Linked DNA regions of Triticum aestivum: region 2 is linked to region 1. The links are chromatin contacts, called in public Hi-C maps. All regions are on one chromosome and are shown on one strand. Each heading gives the region's core, a stretch centred on a gene start, on an enhancer-like site or on the middle of the called end of the contact. The rest is flanking DNA. Distances are from core to core; before and after follow the strand shown. Region 1 holds the start of LOC123124209 (probable trehalase). Region 2 holds the start of LOC123124219 (plant UBX domain-containing protein 10).

The links. Hi-C and Micro-C count contacts between places; a contact is called where the count stands out from the background.
Region 2: a contact with region 1 is called in a Hi-C map of leaf, with 3 times the contacts expected there. The contact joins the promoter of LOC123124219 here to the promoter of LOC123124209 in region 1. A contact is called at or near these places in 2 of 5 Hi-C or Micro-C datasets (both in leaf).

What each region holds. Positions count from the first base shown.
Region 1 is chr1B:361,800,079-361,806,134 of IWGSC CS RefSeq v2.1, reverse strand. It overlaps LOC123124209 (probable trehalase), which reads left to right and starts at 2,522. Exons shown (of 11, transcript XM_044544874.1): 1 at 2,522-3,315; 2 at 3,839-3,958; 3 at 4,948-5,063; 4 at 5,156-5,256; 5 at 5,358-5,467; 6 at 5,631-5,703; 7 at 5,799-5,966. The coding sequence starts at 2,735.
Region 2 is chr1B:362,336,670-362,342,725 of IWGSC CS RefSeq v2.1, reverse strand. It overlaps LOC123124219 (plant UBX domain-containing protein 10), which reads right to left and starts at 3,847. Exons shown (of 4, transcript XM_044544884.1): 1 at 2,956-3,847; 2 at 102-272. The coding sequence starts at 3,732.

The DNA of each region.
Region 1 (6,056 bases), core at 1,273-3,772:
GTAGCTTCACCGGCGGGGACTCGAAGTTGTAGTTGGGCGGAGGCCATGGCTGAGATCCGAGGGGTGTAGACGGCCATGGCCGCAGGGAGCTAGCGGGGATACAAATTAAGGAGGAGGATGGCAGAGGGGCTCGCCGGCCATGAAGGAGGGGCGGTGTTGCGCACCGTCGCACGCGAGCTCTCGTCGCCAATGAGAGCTTCTGGAGGTTGCGAGCAGCCTGGGAAGGCTGTGTGGAGGAGCAGAGCTGCGATGGATGGGCTGGAGGTGGAAGAAGAGGAAAAGTCGTGCGGGACCCATCATATACACGTGTCTCACGCGGGGTGGTTGTTTGCGTGTTCGTGTGAGCCAGCGTGGCCCGCGAGCCAGCGCAAAGTTCGGCCGGCGCACCGGCTCCAATCGTTTTCCTAAATATTGCGGTGCTCGGAGGCATATACGTGAGCCCTTGCTGCAGATACTCGAATGTGTATGCTATACAGTGTATGCATATGAGCAAGTATTCGGGTACGTATAAATGCGAGCTTGCTAGCCGGGCATAAATGCTCAAATACAGACATGTATAGTGTATGCATACAAACTATAGGCCACGCTAAACCTTTGTTACGTGCATGGCACAATTGGTGCATGCATGTAGTAGTAGCACGTAGGGCACCTTGCCATGCATGGATATGTTGGCTAACGAGAAAAGATCAAATAGCTGTACATATACCAGTGTGCACATGTCCCTAGAATCTGCACTCAAAACTCATCCAAGATAAAAGAAAATTATGTGAGTTCCTAAAAATATATTATATTGAATAAAAAAACTCATCGAACATCTTCTTATAAAGGCGGTGGATATCAAGCATCCCCTCATAAGCCTTAAACCCCGCCTGTTCCCAAGGGGACGTGCGAACGACACAGTTGGATTACCCAAGCCTGTACTAATGAGAATCCCGTGATAAGGGGACACAATCTCTACTTTGAGAAGACGTGTCAATGGCCGTGCCTCGAAACGCGAAGCGGGGCTGTAAAACGGTTCAGAATAAGGACATAACGCCTCGCCGAAAAAGTTACCAGTGGACGTGACTTACTTTGTTTAAGAATTTTTGCCCTTACAGCTTAGGGTTGTAATTATTAAACAGAGCTGGATACAGCTCTTATATGCGGAAGACTGCTTTGGAGTATTCGGAGAAGGAACCCGCCTTGCAATGCCGAAGACAATCTGTGCGCCGGATACATCGTCATTGAAGTCCGGTTCAGGGGTTACTGAGGGAGTCCTGGATTATGGGGTCCTCGGGGAGCCGGCTTATGTTACATGGGCCGGACTAATGGGTCGTGAAGATACAAGACAAAAGGCCCTCCCTCGTGTCCAGATGAGACTCTCCTTTGCGTGGATGGCAAGCTTGACGTTCGGATAATACATTTTACCTTTCTCTGTAAACCGACTCTGTACAACCCTAGGCCCCTCCTATGTCTATATAAACTGGAGGGTTTAGTCTGTAGAGGCAATCACAATCATGCAGGTCTAGACATCTAGGGATTAGCCATTACGATCTCAAGGTAAATCAACTCTTGTAACCCCTATATCCATCAAAGTCAATCAAGCAGGAAGTAGGGTATTACATCCATTAAAAGGGCACAAACCTGGGTAAACATCGTGTCCCCTGCCTCCTGTTACCTTCGATCCTTAGACACACAGTTCGGGAACCCCTACCCGAGATCTGCCGGTTTTGACACCGACAGCCGTTGCCACGACCACCCCGAGCCTCATGTGCCGAACGCCCATCTAGTCGAGGACTCAGCTAGGAGGAGAGAAGCGGGGGGGGGGGGGGGGGGAAGAGAAGGAGAAGTGGTTGAGCCAGCGGTGAAGGGACCCGGGAGAGGAGAAGGCGAGCGGAGATGGGATTGGCAGCGTGGGGAAGAAGCGTGTTGTGCGGAGCTGCCTTCATTGGGAAGGAAACATCCTGATGAGTGGAGGTGGCGCGTGGGGCTCGATGAGCTTTTCTGTTCCCACGCTTCGTTTCCTTTTTCTCTCGGCACAGTAAAAATGATTAACGTGGCCATCACCAGCGATCGGCCTTTGTGCGACTGTTAATGGATTTTAATTCTTTGATTACGAGGTGTATGTAATAACTTTGTCAATCTTAAGATGTCGTACGGACTCAATAAGTACAAGGTGCATGTGAGTGTATGTGCGTGTATGTAAGCACGTGTGATTGTACTGTGTAAAGAAGAACTGACGTGATCGGTCCGTCTAATCACGTCCAACGACGCAAATCAGGCGCCGTCACCACTGACCAGCGTATCATATGTCCTCCGTCCATGGTGGGTGGCGCGCGTCCCCCTCCCCTGCCGCCGCGAAGGTATCCGGCCACCGCCATCGCCAGCGCCGACTGACGTGGAGGCCAGCGAGCCACCAACGAAAAAGAAAAGAGAAACCCAACCGCTACACATGCGTCCACTGGACATCGATCCCAACGGCCGGCCCAGGTCGGCAGGCGCCTCCCCCCCGTTCCGAATAAAAACCCACGCGTCGCAAAGCCCAAACCGCCAGCAAAATTATCATTTCCGCTTTCCATCAGCCAACCGCGGGAGGGGAGAGGAAGGAAGAGTCCGCCGCGCCCCCGTCGCCCCGCTCGCCGCCGTACGGAAGCGGAACCGTCTCAACCGGGACACCCTTTCCCGTTCCCGCACGGACGTCACGCCCCCGCAAATTCCGCAACAGAACAGAAAACCCTCTCTTCATCTTCACCGAATGGCCCCGCCTCCGCGCCATCTTCTACTACTGCCCGTTCTCCTCCTCCTCGTCTCTCTGCTCAGCGCAGCGCAGATGGAGCCCGCCCACGCCGCCGCCGGCGAGGGCGATCACGGCGAGGGCGCCCGCGCGCTCCTCGCGCTGCTGCAGCGCGTGCAGTCGGGGGCGCTGCGCGTGCTGGGGCCGCGCGACTTCGACCCCAAGCTCTACGTCGACCTGCCGCTCGCGCCCGGCGCCGACCGGGCCGCCGCGGAGGCCGCGGTCGCGGCGGTAACCACGCGGGGGGAGATGGAGGCGTTCCTGGCCCGGTACTTCGCGCGGGCGGGTTCGGACCTGGTGGAGGCCGACCCGCCGGACTTCGAGGCCGAGCCGCGCGGGTTCCTGCCGAGGGTCGCGAGCGGCGAGGCGCGGGCGTGGGCGCTGCAGGTGCACGCGCTGTGGAAGGACCTGGCGCGGCGGGTGGCGCCGTCCGTCGCGGCGCGGCCCGACCGGCACACCCTGCTGCCGCTGCCCGGCAGGGTCGTCGTGCCGGGCTCCAGGTTCCGGGAGGTCTACTACTGGGACTCGTACTGGGTCGTCAGGTCCGTGCCTACTCCATACACCTCGTATTCCTCTCGGCCCCTCCATTATTGGTCGTCCACGAACCTCTCAAAGTAGCTTCACGTGTTCTTCCAATTGTCAGCTAGTACTAGAAGACAGAAGTAGCTAGGTAGGTTGCCGTTTGGACTGTTTCGGGCTTACGTGGTGGAGTTCCCCTAGCTCGCTTGTCTCTTCACCTTTGTCACGTAATCAAAGGAAGCATACTGTGGGCAGCTGATTTGTTTTCATATGGGATGGGACGTGGTGCTTCGCTGACCGGCGCAGGGCCGGCCGGGGGCCGCTCGCTCCATTAAAATTTGTCCCAATCGAGGATCCACTGAGGTTGATCCGTCCGTCCTTGGTTCATTCTAGAGGAAATTGCAGTAGCCGGTTCGTGTTGTTGTCCCGGTACACCGACAGGGTAGTGTATGTAGTATATTCCCACACACACACACACCAAAAAAAGGACAGGGTGGTGTAGTAGATGTTTGATTTCTGCTTGGCTTGATGCATGCATGCATGCAGGGGATTACTGGTGAGCAAAATGTACGACACAGCAAAGGACATCGTGCTCAATCTTGTGTACCTCGTGGAGGAATATGGGTTTGTTCTCAACGGTGCCCGATCCTACTACACTAATCGAAGGTGACAACTCTGTCTCTCCGCAGTACACACTGTTTGATTTGCATGCATGTGCACCGCAAAGTTTTTTTTTATATATTTTTTGCATCAGGGTTTTTTGACATTCTGTATTATAATATTGCACTTCGTACTCCCTCCGTATCATAATGTAGCGCTCATATATTTTCTAAAAAGTTAAAATTAGCAAACTTTGACTGAGTTTATAGAAGAGACAATCTACATCAATACCAAGAATATACAATACGGAAATATAACTCATAACGCATCCATTGATATGCTTTTGATATTATATATGTACACGATTTTTTCTATAAACATGGTCAGAGTTTGGAAAGTTTGAGTTTTGAAAAAAAAAACTATGGACACTACATTATGGAATGAAGGGAGTGTCAGGTATCACGCCTTGTAAAAGAACATACATATAAAATCTGAAAAGTGCAGTGTATTATGTGTTGAATTATATCCCTATAAAGTTTTTGTAAAAAAAATACACATCTTAAAAAGAGCATATACTTGTTATTTTTAGATTGCAAGTGATCATATTTTTCAACCAAAATTTATAGGTGTCTACTTCACCACATAATGCGAATGTATAATCACAATTTTAAAATAAGAAATAGAAAAATTATATGCGTGTTTTTTGAAGATACTTAGTGCGAAGTGCAATATTATTGTGTTCAACTCAACTGAGCAAGTGGAAACTTTTGCAAAAACTAGTGCAAAGTGACAGTCTACCCGGTGCAAATTAAGTGCAGTTCACTCTTTGTTTCTGCCATATCACTCATCACCTGCTAGGAAAGTTCACATTGTCTTCTCTACCTGAGAAAAAGTTCGTAACTTTATTATAATATTATATTTATTACTGGTGTCATCTTCTCTTGTCAAAATAATAAAATAATTTTGGGGTCATCTTCCAAATTAAGTACAAAAGAACTTGTAATGCATTCACGTGGCAATATGCTGGTCACCTGATATATGCTTTCACTGTGCAGCCAACCGCCACTTTTGAGCTCGATGGTTTTGGAATTATACACGGCAACAGGTGATTTGGGCCTTGTGAGGAGAGCATTCCCCTCTTTGCTGAAAGAGCATAGCTTCTGGGTATCAGGTAGCAGGCATGAAACCCATATTTTAGCATCCCCTTTTACATACTCGCAAGGTTAAAATTCAGTTCCCCTGTACAATGGTTCTGTGACGCAGAGCTTCACAACGTGGAAATAATGGACAATCATGGACGGGTGCATAATTTGAGTCGCTACCAGGCTATGTGGAACAAACCTAGGCCAGAAAGTGCAACAATTGTAAAGTCTTTTACTTTGGTTATGCTGTTAACATGTTGATCGCGGTGAAAATTTTGCCATGTCAAAGGATAAACTAAATATGCAGTCTCTGATGTTTTCAGGATGAGGAACTGGCCTCAAAGCTTAATTCTACGGCTGCTAAGGAAAAATTATATCATCAGATTGCTTCAGCAGCTGAATCCGGATGGGATTTTAGCTCTCGATGGATGAGGTTGGATGCTCTGTAACTCATGAATTACCAATAAAACGAATGCTGCATCTTCTGTTGATTCAGTGATGTAGTGCCAAAAGGGGACATTTAAGAGCTCTAGTGTGATCAAAATCATAACGTGTACCATCTGCTGTTTATAATGATGATTCGTTCACTGATGCAGCAATTCAACTGACATGACAACCTTGGTAACAACATTCGTTATACCTGTGGACTTGAACACATTCATATGCAAGGTAAGGTATGGACCTAATCATTATGTAGCTGTTACAACTTACGAGTAATAATGTCCGTAAATGTTAAATGATCCTTACCTTTATTCACAATACAGATGGAACGGGACATAGCGGTCTTTGCAGAACTCATTGGAGAGAAGGCAACTGCAGAAATTTTCTCACAGGCTTCAAAAGCACGCCATACCGCAATCGAGTCTCTTTTATGGAATTCTGAGATGGAACAGTGGCTTGACTACTGGCTTCCCACTGATGGAAATTGCCAGGTGAGCTCATAGAGGAAATCAGTTTGATCACTCATAATCCTGTCCGACTGTGGTGAATTTTTTCTGGTTGTATTAACTTGATACATTATT
Region 2 (6,056 bases), core at 2,598-5,097, 540 kb before region 1:
TCCTTTCTTACCATTAGACAGGAATAGATACTTCTACAACCGAAGCACAAACAATAAAAACTATTGAAGGATCCCCATAAGTCATATATAGCTTAAGGTACCTGATCAGCTTCAAGTGCAGCTCTGTAAGCAGCATCTTGTTCCTCACGCAAACGTTGATTGTTTAGTCTTTCTTCAGCTTCAATCCTGGCAGCAACAAGGGACGTAGTGCATTCTTCAACAACTCTCTGAAGAATTGTTATCATTTCTTCAGGTGATTTGGGCCCCTCAACCTTTGGAAGATCAGAAGAAAATGCATGAGCAAAACTGACCAATCAAAGTGTTAAAGAAGCAATTAAACAACAGTCTAACGCTTTAATATGTCGATATAAGAAACATAGTGGCCAGTTCTAAATCCAAACGACCACCATTCTTCCCAAGATGCATCATTTCACTTTACTTATCAGGTAAAGAAAGCAATCTATCAACAATCTCAGGATCCAGTGGTACTATCACACATGATGTACAAAGGCAGGCAAGGAAAGAGTAAGAATATATCACAACATTTCACTCTGGAATCCTATGGTACGCGGATACGGCACAAAATGAGCATACCAGGGGTTTTATACGTCCGGATACCCCTTGAAAAGTATCGGACCATTTTCCATTTTCCAAAAAGATTAAAATAAATAGGATATGGTGGAGATACCTGGTGATACACGTGGGATACGGAGGAAACCTAACACTCTAATACAAAAGCCCTCGCACAGCACAGCGCAGCAGGGCATTATTCTCCCCTCGATGCGCCTCCACCGGTAAGGCCCCAGCCCATATCTGAGCACCACCACCTGCTCCCTACCCACACCGGCAACGAAAACCAAAAATCCACCGCTGCTCAATGCCAACCTAGAGAAGGAGATGAGCAGTCGTTGGCCGCCGACGCTCCAACCGGCCTGCGCTCTCACCCCAGATCTGAGCGCCGCCGGTACAACACACCTCCCTCTGTGCCGGAGTTAGAGCACCACCGTCCACCTGCTCCATCTCACCCAGCCACCCAGGTGTGATTCCACTTTCCTTCTCCCTACTCCGCTTCTTCATGAGTGGCTGCCTCTGCTCATTTCTCTGCTGCAGAGGGCATGTGATTTTACAAGGGCAATGGGTGATGGGATTTTACTATTGCGGTAGTGCCTTAATGGGGTACCTGGGCTGAGTAGGCTAGTGTGCTTGGTGGGTATAGAAAACAATGGGGTTTTCTTGCCAAAATCAGCCATGCTGCCCATGTACTGGAGGAGCAAGCAACATCATAACGATTATCAATAATAAGGTCGCCCCTGAAGTATAGTTTTTCCCGTTCCCGTGTGCAAATCATCAATATCTATATATTTTAACAACCACTTTAGCATCACCCATGAGTAGAAAGTGCATAATCAGATCAGACAGTTAAATTACTATATGACCATGCTTGATTTCTATGTACTAAAATGAGACTAGAGACGATGTATATACCAAATTTTAAGAAATCATAATGCCACGCAGTAGCTTATAATATAACCAACAATTGACAAGTGAAACTTCCTGAATTTTTGTCATCTACATACGCAGCCATCTACTACCTCTGTACCAAAATATAAGACGTTTTTGCAGTCGAACTAAAAAAACGTCTTATATTTTGGTACGGATGGAGTAGAAGAGAATGCATCAATTGCTGGTAGTAATTGGACGCAATCAGATGCAGTGTACGTGAGCAATTAATTATCTACATGAAGGACCTGTGAATGTGCGCAAGTTGTGATGTTTGCAAGCAAAATGAGGTGAGATCCTGGACCATGGGACAAACTTTATTCTTTCAAAGAACAATTTAGTTAAGAAAAACCCCAGTAGCCTTTTCTGGATTTTTTTGTGAGTCCTGGGATCTGGATTGATAAAAATATCTTGGGGAGAAACAAAGCAAATTCCTGTATCTTCGGAAATAAAGTCCCACAAGTGCACCATCTCGTTTGAATCTTGCAAAGAAGCATTACCAAACTAATTTTGCAATATCATGAGCAGTTTTTGCTCAAGTTCATTGGAGTAGCACGAAATTCAAGTATAAAGGTTTATAGAGGAATCGTGTAAATGCATCCAGTACCCTATGGTATGTTAGATTCATTCAAATTGGCTAACAGGAATGGGAAATGACAGGTTTAGTTGTTCGTTATAGGACTACAAGATCTCAAGATATTCAGGACCAGGAATGTGTAATCCCAAGGGAGAACATTTCAATTGTTTGGGACTGGAATTGAAAACTGAGTATAAGAACTAAAAAAGAACTCCTAAAATTCCAATTGATGTATCATTGCAGTAAAACAAGTGAATGCTAATTATTACTAAAACTGCACTATTTAATCTCACCTCTCAACTCAACTTTAAATTCCAATACAGATTAACAAATAGAGATAATTAGACAATAGAGGAAGGTTGATAAAAATAATTTGTGAAAGATATCATGGTTTTTGATTACTTCATAGTGTTCACACATAGTACATCACAAACAGTGTAGGATAAAAGATTTTCTCTATGACAGCACATATACATCTCCAGGACAACTAAGCTCAATAAGTGATGCAATTATATTCTGAAGGTAGGCCAATCTTACTATAACCAGCTATTAGTCTATCAGCACAAGGGCATAGCAAGAGGCTTAACTAACTCACACAGCCACAGATCTATAACTATTGTTCTAAGCAACTGCATGAACACATCATAATGAATGAAACATCGTAATTAAAGAATCGCAAACTCCTTCTACAATAGCCCCTGCAAGTAACCCGCATACTCAGCTAAGCTTATCTAATAATACAAAGTTATATCGATCCCCACACAAACACCTGCAGTATAATCCATGTGCTAATTAACAGACTCTGAAACCCAGAATCCAAGCAGCAAGGAAACTGGATCTTAGAAGAAAAATAATTGATGAGCACAACAACACCATACCTGCTGCAACAGCACAATTCTCTGGTTCGTAGATGCCATGACTAGCGCACAAAACGGGAAGCGTGATGCGTTCAGGCTGTTGCTCATCTTGAACCCTTCAGTCCTTCTGATGCTACCACCCCATGCAACGAAGTTCTCATCTATGAAGGCGGCCACCGGCTCAGAGCAGAGGCAACCACCGCAGAATGCTGGGGTATCCGGGTGGTCAGGGGAGTGGAGGTACACGAAGAGAAGCTTGTATTCACGCTGTGCACGCTGCAGCGCGTCGGCAAATCCCTCAGCAACGAAGCGCGGGCCACGGCCAGCCCCAAACTCGTGCTCGAACTCGGCCAGGAAGTCAACCGCCTCGGCAGCGGAGGGGGGCAGCTCAAGCAAGCGGTCACCTCCGCCCAGCGCGAGGCCGAGGAGGGAGAGGGATCGGGACAGCACGCCGCTTGCGACCCAGACACCGAGACGGATGGAACCGGTGACGAGGCCGACCCCACCGGAGACGACGTAGAAGGGGAGCGTCACCAGCCTCCACGCGATCCCGGGCTGCTGCTGCTGCTGCGGAGCCGGCGCAGGGGGGTGGTAGGCGATGGAATCGGACTCCAGCGGAGGCGGGGGCGGCGGGGCGTAAGTGGACGGCTCGGGCGAGGAGGGGTCGCCGGTGATGGAGGAGACGGCGAGCTGGAGGTCCCAGTTGTTGGCCACGAGAATCTCGGTGCAGAGGTCGGGGTCGGAGATGCCTGTGACGGCCTGGAAGTAGGCGAGCTTGTCGTCGACGGTCTCGGCCATGGCGGCCGGCTGCGTCGTGGGGGTGGGGGTGGGGTAGAGCTAGGGTTCGGGGATTTGGGGGGCGGTTAGGTAGTTAGGACTTGAGAGGAAGAGGAGATGCGAAGAGTAGTCTCGACTCTCGAGTTGGATTGGTCGCGAGGGCGAACAAAGAGACGACTCGGTGGTGACGTGACGTCTCCTCTTCCTTCACGGAACGGAACGGAACGGAGTGCTGCACTCATCGCTTTTCGCTTCTCTAGTACTCCAACTGTACAAGAATACGGCGTAACATATTGTAATTTATGAAATTTTCTGTTGAATTCTTTGAGTAGAACGATATCCCAACAAAAAACAGATTGTAACATGGCGGTTCTTTGCCTGGCATGATATTCTCCGTTGATTCTACTGTAACTGGACTTGTAGTTTTTGTTTCTTGTCAAACTCGGTTATATAACTCCCGCAACAAAATAACAAGTTACTGTACAACAATGTCTACAAATTCCATCAACACCTTTGTTACATAGTTAAGGATCATTTTGAAAATTTGTGATGCATACATTCGATAATTGTTCCGTCTGCTTGAATAGCTAGTGATAGTACAAAAATGCTACCAATATAATACAACAAACCAAGAGATTGCTCATTAGAAAATCATCATTAGTGCGCACAAGCGAAAATTAAAGCACATTGTGTCTGAGGGGGCATGGGTTGCACTGATTTTTTACAGGAATACTAGCAGATTCGTACTTAGCCATGGGTGGTGACACGAGTAAACAATTATGTTCTCATGGTATGGCCTAACCCTATGACATTGTTTCATGTCTTCAATATATCAATCGGAGAAAGGTAAAGCACGATATACACAGGAAGAACTACAACCGGCTATAACACATCACACGACCATTCAATATCACATCACGCATGTTGATTGAATATGGCCACATTGACACAACATCTAGAGCATGTCATGGACTTTCTACTATTAGAAAGTAGAAAGTTCATGAGTATCCATATTATTGGTCTACGTCTCACATGATTAACCTCCGTGCCCTTGTTGTCGCTTCTCTTCGTCACTTGTTTATCTCCCAGCTTGATAATAAGAATGCATTTCTTAATGGTGAATCGTGTGAGGAGACCTACATGCATCCACACTTAGGTATTGTGCTCCCCAATGGCATGGTCTCTCTCTCTCTCTCTCTCTCTCTCTCTCTCTCTCTCTGGCCTCAACTAATCTGCAGGACTCGTTTGCGGTTTCACCTCTATGGTTACTTCTGATGGCTTTTCTACGAGTGATTATGACCTTGCGATATTTGTCTAGCTACATTTCGTCATGAGGTAGGATTCTTATTCTATATGTTGATGACATGATTATCATCGAACATGACTCTACACTACTGCAGGATGGTCCTAAGACGGCATTACAATTAGAGACACTTCGACGAAAGTGTGTGTGATGCATTAATCGCAAAAGTTGGTGTAAGACAGCCTTCAAAAACTATATGAACTATTTGTGATGGCGGAAACATCAAACACGATTCAGAATAGAGTTGCATGTGTGATACGTGGCATACGGTTGATCCATACGAATTGTTTACGATGAGCATAACAACAGAAACAGTCAGCCAGATGAAGGTGTGTGCGATATACAGCATACAGTTCACTCGGATGAACTGTTTGTGATTAGGCAACACAGCAGAAACGTTCAGCCAGATCAAGGTGTGTGCGGTATACGACATACAGTTCACTCGGATGAAGTGTTTGCGATGAGCCAAGACAACATAAATGGTTCAACTTAACAAGATGTGTGGGATATGCGGCAAACAAGTCTGTAATCAGAAATGTGTGCGAAGACCGATAATAAGATAGATGATTGCTGCTAATAAGTCGTGTGTGTTGTGGATAAATGCTTGCTGGTATACAGTTGTCAGCGATTGATGAAATCATCACCGACGGGTTCCCTAGTTTACTCTGTGTGCGATGTGATTTACTCTGTCTACAGAAGAACAACATATATAACCAAAATAAACATCCAATCACATAAGTGACTATACAAAACATTGCAGACACCTCAATAAACAATTATATGCATTCTAAACTAGGAGAAGCGATCATCTAATCATCTACTTCTTGTGACATTGTCACCGATGCTCTGTGGCTTGATCCCTCGTCTGGGGCAGGACGAAGGCACTTCATCATCTCAACGATTCGCTTGTACATCTCGTAGCTTGTACGCGTCCTTGGTCGCGTACTTGACGTGTTCTTCATCCAGTCTTTGCTCCCGCACATTGTGCCAGGCGATCTTGTCCTTCTTGCTCTCATCCTTCATCTTCATGTAGTAGGGGTCG